3 separate regions of the Mus musculus genome follow, and regions 1 and 3 are each linked to region 2. Evidence: chromatin contacts called from public Hi-C data. All regions are on one chromosome and are shown on one strand. The core of a region is the stretch at or near the end of the contact, and the rest is flanking DNA. Distances in the headings are between cores, read along the strand shown.

Region 1 (3,342 bases), core at 230-2,729, 430 kb before region 2:
TGTGGTAATTATTTGGAGGAGAATTTAGCTATGTCACCCCATGGTTAGTCAAAGGTAAAGTTTGTATCTTGATTGATTTGATATTATTTAGGCTCAACTTTAATTATGTTTTCACTTCTTTCTCTCTCTCTCTTTCTCCCTTTCTCTTTCTGTGTGTCTCTCTGTGTGTATGTTGTTGTTGCTGCTGCTAATGAACAAGCTAAGAGTTCTGTAAGTGCCATGCAAGTGTGCTTCCACTCCACTAAACTCCCAGATCCCCCTCTCCTATGTTTTAAAATGTGAAATTGTACCATCTAAAGTTGACTTCTGTGATAGCCTAAGGAGTTTTTGCTTCTGAAGATTATATATAAAATGTATTTCCTTTAAGAAAGTGCACCTTTCTCTCCTCATAATAAAAAACCAAAACTTACACTGTGCTCTTAACTGTAGAGATTCTTGGAAATGAAAGTCAGCTTTAGACTCCAACAAAGGCTCCTCCCCACACTTTCCTCTCCAGTGTAGGCTTCAGACTCCCCTAACTGAAAATTTTAGACATTCTGAAGTTGGCCATCTTCCACTGAGAGGGGCTGTGGGGGCCCGGGGCCTCCCCTTCAGCATCATTCTTAACCTCCCCTCCTGCCTCCATGAGAACTCTGAAGAATTTAGTCTGGCAAGGCTCTCTTTTCTAATCCTGAATTTTCTGTCTGGGTTCCAACACTTAAACTCAGATATGTACAAAAAAATTGCTGAAAATTCCTCGTTGACATCTCATTTCCGAGCTGGAGTTACCATCCCGAAGAAAGGAAATATCAGCGAATATGTGAAGAGAGACCTTGCCAGCATTCAACATAAACTTGCAGATCAACTGAGTGTTGGTGGTACAGTAGTTCTTGGGCAAGCCTCAGGAATATGCCTTTCTGGAGAACAAGAAAATTCTTGCCTGCTTTTTACTTTATTCTTTCAAAAGTGAACACTGTCAAAAATCACAACCAAATGGGTACTGTGTTAGACAGAGCTTATCTTTCACTTACTTAATTACTGAGTACCTGAACTTTAGGTTTCTTTAAGAAACAAGAAAAAGTATTAGAGGTCAGAATAGCTGTATACCAAGTGAACATGTCTCCATGTTGCCTAGAATGTCCTTTTTCTCAGCCTTCCTCCCACACACCGACAAAGCAAATGTAGCCATTTGTAGATGTTGGCCACTTGGGCTCTGGGTAACTTATAGGTGTTCTGTGACAGCTGTAACTTTGGTTGATGGCTTGGCTGATGTGCAGAGGGTGAGGTGAATGTCAAGGGCTCCAGTATTGTCATTGATTCATTGCTTACCCTTTGAGCCCTAATGTAGAAATATCTGCCTCAATGTGTGTGTGTGTGTGTGTGTGTGTGTGTGAGTGTGCGTGTACGTTCAATGAGATAATGGATGTGAATACACTCTTGAAGCCATAACTTGGCTCTGCAGATGTTAGTCATTATTTTCAAACTGCATCTGTGACCTAGTTTTGACTGTGGTTTACTTTTGGAGAGAAGAGAATTATAAAAAGCCTCTTGGCTCATCTGGAGCAAGACTAATCCACTGATTTAATACCCAAGATCATATTAGAGGCAAATGCCCTTCTGCCAAAATAGACCAACCCCAAGGTCTGTTCTTACCTGCTAAATTCTTACTTGCTAATTATTGGTGAGTGGCACTTCCATCAGCACACTACATTTTAAAAGTCTACTTAAATAAAAAAGCAGGCTCTCAGACAGAGCATCACCTGCAGAGCCTCCTACCGTGTGCAGCTTAGGAAAGCAAATGCACATTGGAACCTTTCCATATTCAACTCTTCATCATCTATAAGGAAGTTGCTTTCACATTTATACATTGTCTCTGAGAGAATTTTTGAAATAATCCTCTGATATGTGTATTTTCTCTTAGATGGTTTTATGTCAAGATGATGATGATGCAAACTGCCTAGTGAGTGGCTGGAAGAGATTAGTCATTTTAACAGGAAGAAAGCTACTATTGGTTCAAAATTCATGCTGGATGGAGTTCTGTAAGATGACCCCAGTTTTCATCTCAAACTGTTCATTCCATTTTATCAGGTAACCACAGAGTGACTTTCTGGTTCAGTGACTGATTTCTTGGAAGTCAGAGAAAAGAATTCAATGGAAATGCCTCCAAATCCACCCAGTTTGCTTTGGCGTCTTGTGTATAGCTTAATCCAGACATGCGTCATCCATGACCTTGTCCATACTCATCACTTCCAATGCTGTACTCCGTATCACGCACCTCTGTCCTTGGCCATTGGTGGTGAGGCTCTTAGCAATACTTTTGTGGGGTGGTTCACTGTCTGTGGATGAGTTCCTGGTGCAGAAGGAGGGGACCTGGCTTGCGTTCAAGAGGCCTGGTTTCCCCATCGTGCTAGTGCCACAGCTCAGTTTGAAAGTGGAACCTGACTTTGCACATTCTCTGGACCTCACTTTGTTCATCTGAGGACTCAGTGCTATGAACAAGGTATCCTCCTGAGCAATTCCACGTCTGGATTTTATGCAGCTATCAGGTTTGTGAATATGGAGGGACTATGGACACCAAAATCCCAGCAGGCCTGGCCTCTGATTTGGGGGAAATCTCTAAAGGTCTTTAAACCTCAGGAGAGTTATTACTTTTATTTTATTACTGTGAAGAGACACCATGACCAAGGCAACTCTTATAAAGGAGAACATTTAATTGGGGCTGGCTTACAGTTTCAGAGGTTTAATCCATTATCATCATGGTGGGAAGTATGGCAGCTTCTAGGTAGACATGGAGCTAGAAGAGCTGAGAGTTCTACATTTTCACCCGGAGACAGCAAAAGAAATACTGTGTCTCACACTGGGCAGAGCTTGAGCATATAACTCCATAGCCAATTTCCACAATGACACACTTCCTTCAACAAGGCCACACCAATTCCATTAAGGCCATACCCTCTAATAGTGTTACTCCCTGTGGGACAAGTAAACAAACATAGGAGTCTATGGGGGCCAAACCTATTCAAATCATTACATCAAGAATGAAACAGTGATACTTATATTCAGTTATGTTCAAAATGTGCTCGTGCATATGCAATACCATATTCTACCATAAAGCCAATTTCCCATCTCTTTTATTATCTCTTTAGGAAAACACTATGTGGTAAAAGAATAAGATGTGGCAGACACACAGCATCAAAGCAGGGACTTTATCTCCAAACTTGACTCATTTTACCTTGCTCAGGAGTACCTGAGGCTGGAGTACAACTTGGAACATCTCTAGTTTCTTCTAGCTCTATATCTCCCTGGAACTCTATGGGTTTTTTTCCATACAACATCATTTCAAATCACTAATGTCCTTTGTAGAGA
Region 2 (3,267 bases), core at 27-2,526:
CTGCTGTGGGCGGGAACAGAGAAAGAAACCGTAAGGAGACTTAGAACCGTTTTCTTTCTGCATGCAGGAGTGGGGCATAGGTCTTCCTCCACCTCATCCTCCTTTTCCTGCTCTTCTTTCTCCTTTTCCTCTTCTTCCTCCAGATCCTATTCCCCTGGACTTGGTTTTTATGCCACTGAATATCTTGGATTCAGCTTGCAAGCTATTAGACATATGTATGCTCCATCCTACTCTCTCCTGCTCGAACATTGCGGTTCTCATTGGAACCACAATTTGCCCACGCATTCATGGGGGCCGAGTGTGGTGGCTCATACAGTGTAATGGAGCTAAACAATGTTGAAAATACCACCTAATACTGCACTCAAGCAACCTGATGCACTAATCTGAAGGTGCATTAGAAAGGAAATGCCACTCTATTTTATGGCACATTAACACTGCCATCTGTTTGGTTTTCTTTTGTTTTTGTTTGTATGTTTGCTTTTTAAATTATGGATTATTTTTAATTTTTAAAAATTTTTTTGGCTTTTCGAGACAGAGTTTCTCTGTATAGCCCTGGCTGTCCTGGAACTCACTCTGTAGACCAGGCTGGCCTCAAACTCAGAAATCTGCCTGCCTCTGCCTCCTGAGTGCTGGGATTAAAGGCGTGCACCACCATGCCCGGTGTGAAATGTTTTTATTTTTATTTACTTAAAGAGCTCTTTTAGACTATGAGTACTTATTTGTAACATCATTTTACTTATGTAATCTAGAAAGACAAAATAGTAAGTGTGCCCTAAAACTATCTCATATTCAAAATTATTTGTCTAGAACAGTTTATGTTAGTTGTTGTATATTTTCCCCATAAATCATTTCCTCCAAGCCACCACGAACTCAGTGGCTTTTTAATGTGTTTTCAAGCTAATTGCTCAATGATGCAGCATTGTATGCTGGTAGATTATCCTTCATATTTATTTGATTGTGTTCTGCTTATCACATAATTAGTTGTTTTATTGTGAAATTTTCATTTATGTGGTTTGATCAGTCTCATTCCCATCACCCTGTCTTGTCCCCTGACTCCTGCTGATCTCTTTCTTCTTCCCAAGGAGTCCTCTATCTATTTTCCTGTCTCCCTCTTCTCCCTCCCTCCCTCCCTTCCTCCCTCCCTCCCTTCCTCCCTCCCTCCCTCGTAATGCAGTGGGTTTAATTGGGATTATTTATTGCTGCACAGGTGAAGGGTTATTTACAGATACACAGGCTGCTTACTCATCACTATGTTCCTAAGGAAGTATTCTCCTCCCCCAGAGATATTTGAACATGCTCAAGGTGTCAGCGAATAGCCTTCAGGGGCTGAGAGGATGGCTCAGCAGTTAAGAAGGCTTCTTTCCCTTCCCAGAACTCACATTGGGTGACTCACAAACTGCCTATAACTTGAACTTTATTGGATCTGACACCCTCTTCTGGCCTCCAGGGCAACTGTGCACATATGGCGAGTGCACACACACACACACACTTATTATTTTTACAAAACTCCAAAAATTAAAAAAAAAAAAACCTTTCAGATGACTAAGGTCTGTGTTTACTCCTCAAATAGTTCCTATGTGGTTGTCAACACTGCCATAGTACTGGTACCAACTTCCTGACTCCACACAGAAGGGAGCTCTGTGACAAACTGCCCAAAGACCACATTATATCATAATAAACATAAAAAAAAACCTTAATTAGAAAGCAGCAGGGAAAGGGTTAGGTTGACATATGCACAAAATACTTGTCCTTTTCCCCCCAAAACCCAAGACACAAAAAAAGAAATCTCAAAAAGAAAGTAAATTATAAACAGTACTTCATGAAATACATATTTCTATATAGGACAGACACTTTCAAGTCCGAGCAGCAGAGACCTCTATTAAACTCACATTTAAAGAACATTGCAGAATGAGCCAGATGTGGTAGAATACACACACACCGCATTGCAAGTGCATGAACTTGGAAAGTTGAGGCAGGAGAATTGGAAATTCTAACCCAGATTAGGCTATATAGTGATACCAATAAATAGACAAATAAATAATTGAAAGATAGAACTCTTAGAAAGGCATGTTTAAGGAATAAAAATTAGTTCACATAGAGAAGAATTAGAACAGTAACTTTAAATAGGCAAGAGAGCAAAGACCATCTCTTCTAAATAGTCACTTTGATCTTAAACATTAACAGTAAGTAAGAATTAGTGGGGCAGAAATACAACTAGAAGACTCCTTAGGCGAAAATTAACAGGCTAGGAGATTGAGTCATGAAATTCCTCTAGAGTATAGTACAAAAGGGATAGAAAGTGTGAGTCAATGAAGAAGAAATATAGGGACATAAAGGAGACAGCGACAAGATTCTGCATTCTTCAATGTTGTGAGTGTGTGGAACATAGCAGAAGAAAATCAAAGCGTGTTCTGTCTTTAGACTTGCAGATTCCTAGAAGTGTCAAAAGGGTGGAAGCAGGCCAACAGGGCTTCCACTGGCCCCACAATAGTGGGATTTGAGAGCAAGCCTAAAGCAGGTTGGGGGTAGGGGGTGGCACAGAGACAGAGACACAGAGGGAACTCAAATTGCCACACCATTGGTTAGAACTCACTACTGTTGGAGGGAGATTTTCATTCGTGGCCCAGGTTGCTGATAGTGAATGGGAATTTATGTTTGAAGTTCTATAAAATATAAGGAAGAACTAGAGAATTTATTTTCAGACATGCGATTACTCCTATTTCCTGATGGTATTCTTTCATACAGAAAAGACCTAAAGATCTATCAGAAAATTCTAGAACTAATAAACACTTTCAGAACATTAGGAAGATACGAAGTCAAAATATAGAAAATGATAGGTTTTCTATATACCCATAATGAATACTCTGAGGTGGAAACTGGTAAGAAAATCTCACTTCCTTTAGCTTAAAAAAAATGTCCAGGAAAAAAAAAAGCTACTTAAGGATATGAGAGATCTCTACAATAAAATTTCTAAAGAAATAAAATAAAATAAAAAGATTACAAAAGCTCTCCTGCTCATGAACAGCAAGACTTAATATAGTAAGATTACTGATTTATCAAAAGCAAATCTACAGATCCAATGCAATTCTCATTAAAATTCTAATGAAAGATTTGAAGATATGGAAAAGGCAACCCTGATATTCATATAGAAGCCTGATAATGCCTATTAGCTAAAGCAATTCTCAGCAAACGAACATTGCTAGAGGTCCCTTTATCACCTATGACTTCAAGTTACAGTACAGAGTAACAAACATGATAGAAAAGGAG
Region 3 (3,574 bases), core at 945-3,444, 270 kb before region 2:
GTGTGGCCCATGGGCAGAGCAGGAGAGCAGGGCTTGGCACTGCTGGCAGAGAAACCCCGGCATTGGTCAAACTGGAACAGACTGGCCTCGCTGTCCACATGCCTGCAATCAGCTTTCATGTCTGTCAGCTTATACAGTGATGGAGATGAGCTGGCTGCCTGATCTGCCTGCCTGCATCCACAGGAGTCTCTGGGAAGAGATGAATTTAGGGGCAACAAGAAAACAGGTAGTTCTAGAGAAGGCAGTGGCCCTACTGGCTGTGGAGATAAACAGGCCCAAGATTAGAATCTGACTCCACCTCCTCCAGCTGCTATAGTTTGCAAAGTCAACTTAAGTTTTGTGTCTTGCACTGCAGTCTTTTCATCTTTAAAATATAAAATCATAAACTGCCAGCAAGCCTTGACATAAATACTGGAAGAAGAAACAGAAAACAGTAACTAGAGGAGGACTTCTCTTCCAGTTGTACATGAAGACTTGAATTTACATCACTAGGACCCAAGTTTTTAAAAAGCCAAGCATAGTGGTGTGTGCCTATAACTTGATTGCTAGGATAGGAGGCTATACTAGAGACAAGCAGATTCCTGAAGCTCATTGCTCAGCCAGTCTAGCCAAACCAATGAGCTTCAAGTTTACTGAGAGCCTGTTTTTAAAAATAAAGGTGAAAGGTGATTTGGGGAAGAGGTCTGATGTCAACCTCTATCCTCCACATATGGAGGCAAGCACACATGTATTTGCATACATAGGTATACATCATCACAGTGATAAATGCATGCAACACACACAGGGAGAGAGAGACTGAGAGAGAGAGAGAGACAGAGACAGAGACAGAGAGAGTGAGAGAGAGAAGCAGCCAGCATCATACTACCTCCAGCTAAGCTGGGCATACATAGCTTTCTTTCCGTCTCCAAGATAATGAGAATGAGACAATCATATAAAAAATTTAGACTTTCCATCCCCACAAAATACTCGAGTTCTCTAAAAATGGAATGTGATTATTTTTAATCAGCTGACTGGCATCCAGGATGATCTCATCATCTTAGGAACATCATTGAGATCCAGATCTCACTGCCGTGAGCTGGAGAGCCGCAGTTGCAGTGAACTCCCAATGACCCCTGCAGAAATGATAGAAATGACCATTCCATCAGCTCTGTCCCAGGAGAGAGGCATTGTGGCACTCAAAAGAAAGACAAGGCAAGGACGTGCAGTTGGCTTTCTTCCTTCTGGGATTGATATCCAGTAAACATCTTTGTAGTACACTAGGGGATTAGTGCTCCCCTGGAGGTGAAAGGAGTCTCCAAGGCTTTGGCCTTATTCTATATATCTTTTTATTTTGCTCTCTGACATTGCACTTTGTAAGATTTCTTACTCCTAATTGCAGAAGCTGTGATAGCCTATCCACCAACGGATTCTCGAGGGCACATTAGTGAGCATTCTGTGTGTCCACTGGTGCCCACAAGTGCCTCATGGTTTCCAGATTGAATAGAGACCCCCCTACCTTTTGTCAGGAGCCCCTGCCAGCAGCAAAGTCTTAAGTCAAGTCAAATCTGAAAGCTAAAGATAGAAGCTAGGCTAGTGAGTTTCTTAATTAATTAATTTCTTAATTAATTAGTTGTGGCTCTTCAGTAGAGAAGAGGATGTGGCGTTCCTATTTTGTACATCTGGGATGTCCTTGTAGATCAAGGGGGACCTGGAGGAATTTGAGTGACACATCTGGAGGAACATGCAGAAGCAGATGTTAGGTAGGTGGATGCACCACTTCACTGCACCTGGGGCATGAGTAATTTAATCAGGACAGCAGGCAGGAAATTAGGAAGTGGGCTTAAGAAATAATGGTTCAAGGGTTGAGAATCCTCTGTGTCTAGAGGATGTGTATGGGTAACACGCTCCTTAATATTTTCAGTGCTGGGAAGGATGAGTCTGGCAATAGGCAGGCTTCCTGATGGCATGTGTTCTCTGGGGAGAAAAGGCTTTTAGCTGAGGCAAGGCCCTTATCCTTCCTCCTCGATCTTGAAACTGACCTTCCGGTTGGTTTCCATTTTAACTGTTTCTTTTGTGATTCAGCATTGAAATGAAAACATACATTCCTTGGAGGATTTATCTAATCTGGTTGCAAATAGCAGATGACCGGATTCTCAGCTTCCCTGTGCTTAGACCTGGTGATCATAGCCTGTAAATCCCTCTGATGCCCAGTCCGGGGACTTAGACAAAAATAGCCAGTGAGGTCAGTCCTCAGAGGACGCCCCGGAGTGCTTGCCATCTAGATGGAAGGATTCAAATCACCTTTTAAATATAAGGCTAAGAAACGTCTGATTTATTCACCTTTTTGTGGGGAGCCACTTGATCTTTTCTTTTTCCCTAAGCAAGTTCTGAGTGTCCACAAGAGCCAAGGAAAACTTAGATGCAACCCCAGTCAACCATATTTGCTGTAAAACTAATGACTCAAGTCTCACTGTTCATCTCAGCTCTTATCTGGTCCTATGTTTTGTGAAATATATATAAAATAAAGTGTCACCTATATTTATTTATTTATTATTACATTTATGTACTCTCTATAACACTGTGTGTCCATGTGTGTGCCTGTGTTTGTGTCTCTCTCCGTGTATGTCTATGTGTATGTGTGTACACTTGTCACAGAGTCCTTGCGGAGGTCAGAGGACAAGGTAAGTCCAGAAGTCAGAGGGCCATCATTTCAGGTTATTAGCCTTAGAATCAAGTGTTTTAACCAACTGAACTACTTTGTTGGGTCCCACCGACATTTTATAAGATTCAGTTCTTGTAAAATCTGAACCTGTCCCCTGGTCCCTTAATCCTGTAGGAGTGACGTTCATGCTCATGTGATCAAATGGGCTTCCAAGAACACCCAGCATTATATGGGAGAAGATGTTAGTAGGATATAGGGGGATCCAGATTAGAGGAGCCTTACCTGAGAAGGCTCCATGTATCTAGAGCTCAGGACATTATGTTCTGTCTCTACCCTACCTGGGTAGACCAAGTCAGTGCTGCACCTGGACTTAGCACCACACTTGATCTTAAAAACACAGACGTTCAGGAGATTACCCTTGGCTCTTTAAGACCTACACCCATTCTCCAAGAGACTACTCCTGATCTCCATAAGAGTACCCTTGACCTCCACAGAACTAACTTTGATTCTGTAAAGCTCCTTTTGACTTTTGTGTGCTTAGTCCAATAACACTTCAAAGTTTCCAGGCCTCTTGCATGCTAACCATCATCTTGTCAGGGTCCACAGCCAGGCCTCTTCCATTCTGTTTCCCTCTCATATTCCATCGTTATGCATATTTCATGCTAACCATCACCCTCTAATGTTTCAGTGCCAAACTTCTTCCATGATAACCATATACCTTCTCATGTTCAACTGCTAGGACCCTGCCATGCTAATCCTCACTCTCTCAGGTTCCTCTTCCGTGCTAACCATCACCCTTTCAGGTCCTGTAATTGCCTAGAATCCACAGAATTCACAGAATGCAGTAGGACACTTTAACATGTACTTATAATTTGATTACAGGCACTTGAAGGACACAGTTTGACTGGTTCTCCCTGTGGAATGGAGACATCT

The links. Hi-C and Micro-C count contacts between places; a contact is called where the count stands out from the background.
Region 1: a Hi-C map of rod photoreceptor shows a contact between it and region 2, with 4 times the contacts expected there. The contact joins two enhancer-like sites.
Region 3: a contact with region 2 is called in a Hi-C map of rod photoreceptor, with 4 times the contacts expected there. The contact joins two enhancer-like sites. A contact is called at or near these places in 1 of 484 Hi-C or Micro-C datasets (rod photoreceptor) and 2 of 115 datasets of contacts at active chromatin or transcription factors (embryonic stem cells and pancreatic cancer cells).

What each region holds. Positions count from the first base shown.
Region 1 is chr12:16,423,443-16,426,784 of GRCm38.p6, reverse strand. No RefSeq gene overlaps it. Among named protein-coding and RNA genes, the nearest start is that of Lpin1, 160 kb to the left of the region's middle. Within about 2 kb of position 1,479, at least 17 of the 459 cell types and tissues checked have an H3K27ac peak or open chromatin away from gene starts, as enhancers often do. A contact at or near this core is called in rod photoreceptor, where this site is marked.
Region 2 is chr12:15,992,145-15,995,411 of GRCm38.p6, reverse strand. No RefSeq gene overlaps it. Among named protein-coding and RNA genes, the nearest start is that of Gm36235, 22 kb to the left of the region's middle. Within about 2 kb of position 1,276, at least 9 of the 459 cell types and tissues checked have an H3K27ac peak or open chromatin away from gene starts, as enhancers often do. A contact at or near this core is called in rod photoreceptor, where this site is marked.
Region 3 is chr12:16,267,436-16,271,009 of GRCm38.p6, reverse strand. No RefSeq gene overlaps it. Among named protein-coding and RNA genes, the nearest start is that of Gm36372, 37 kb to the right of the region's middle. Within about 2 kb of position 2,194, at least 7 of the 459 cell types and tissues checked have an H3K27ac peak or open chromatin away from gene starts, as enhancers often do. A contact at or near this core is called in rod photoreceptor, where this site is marked.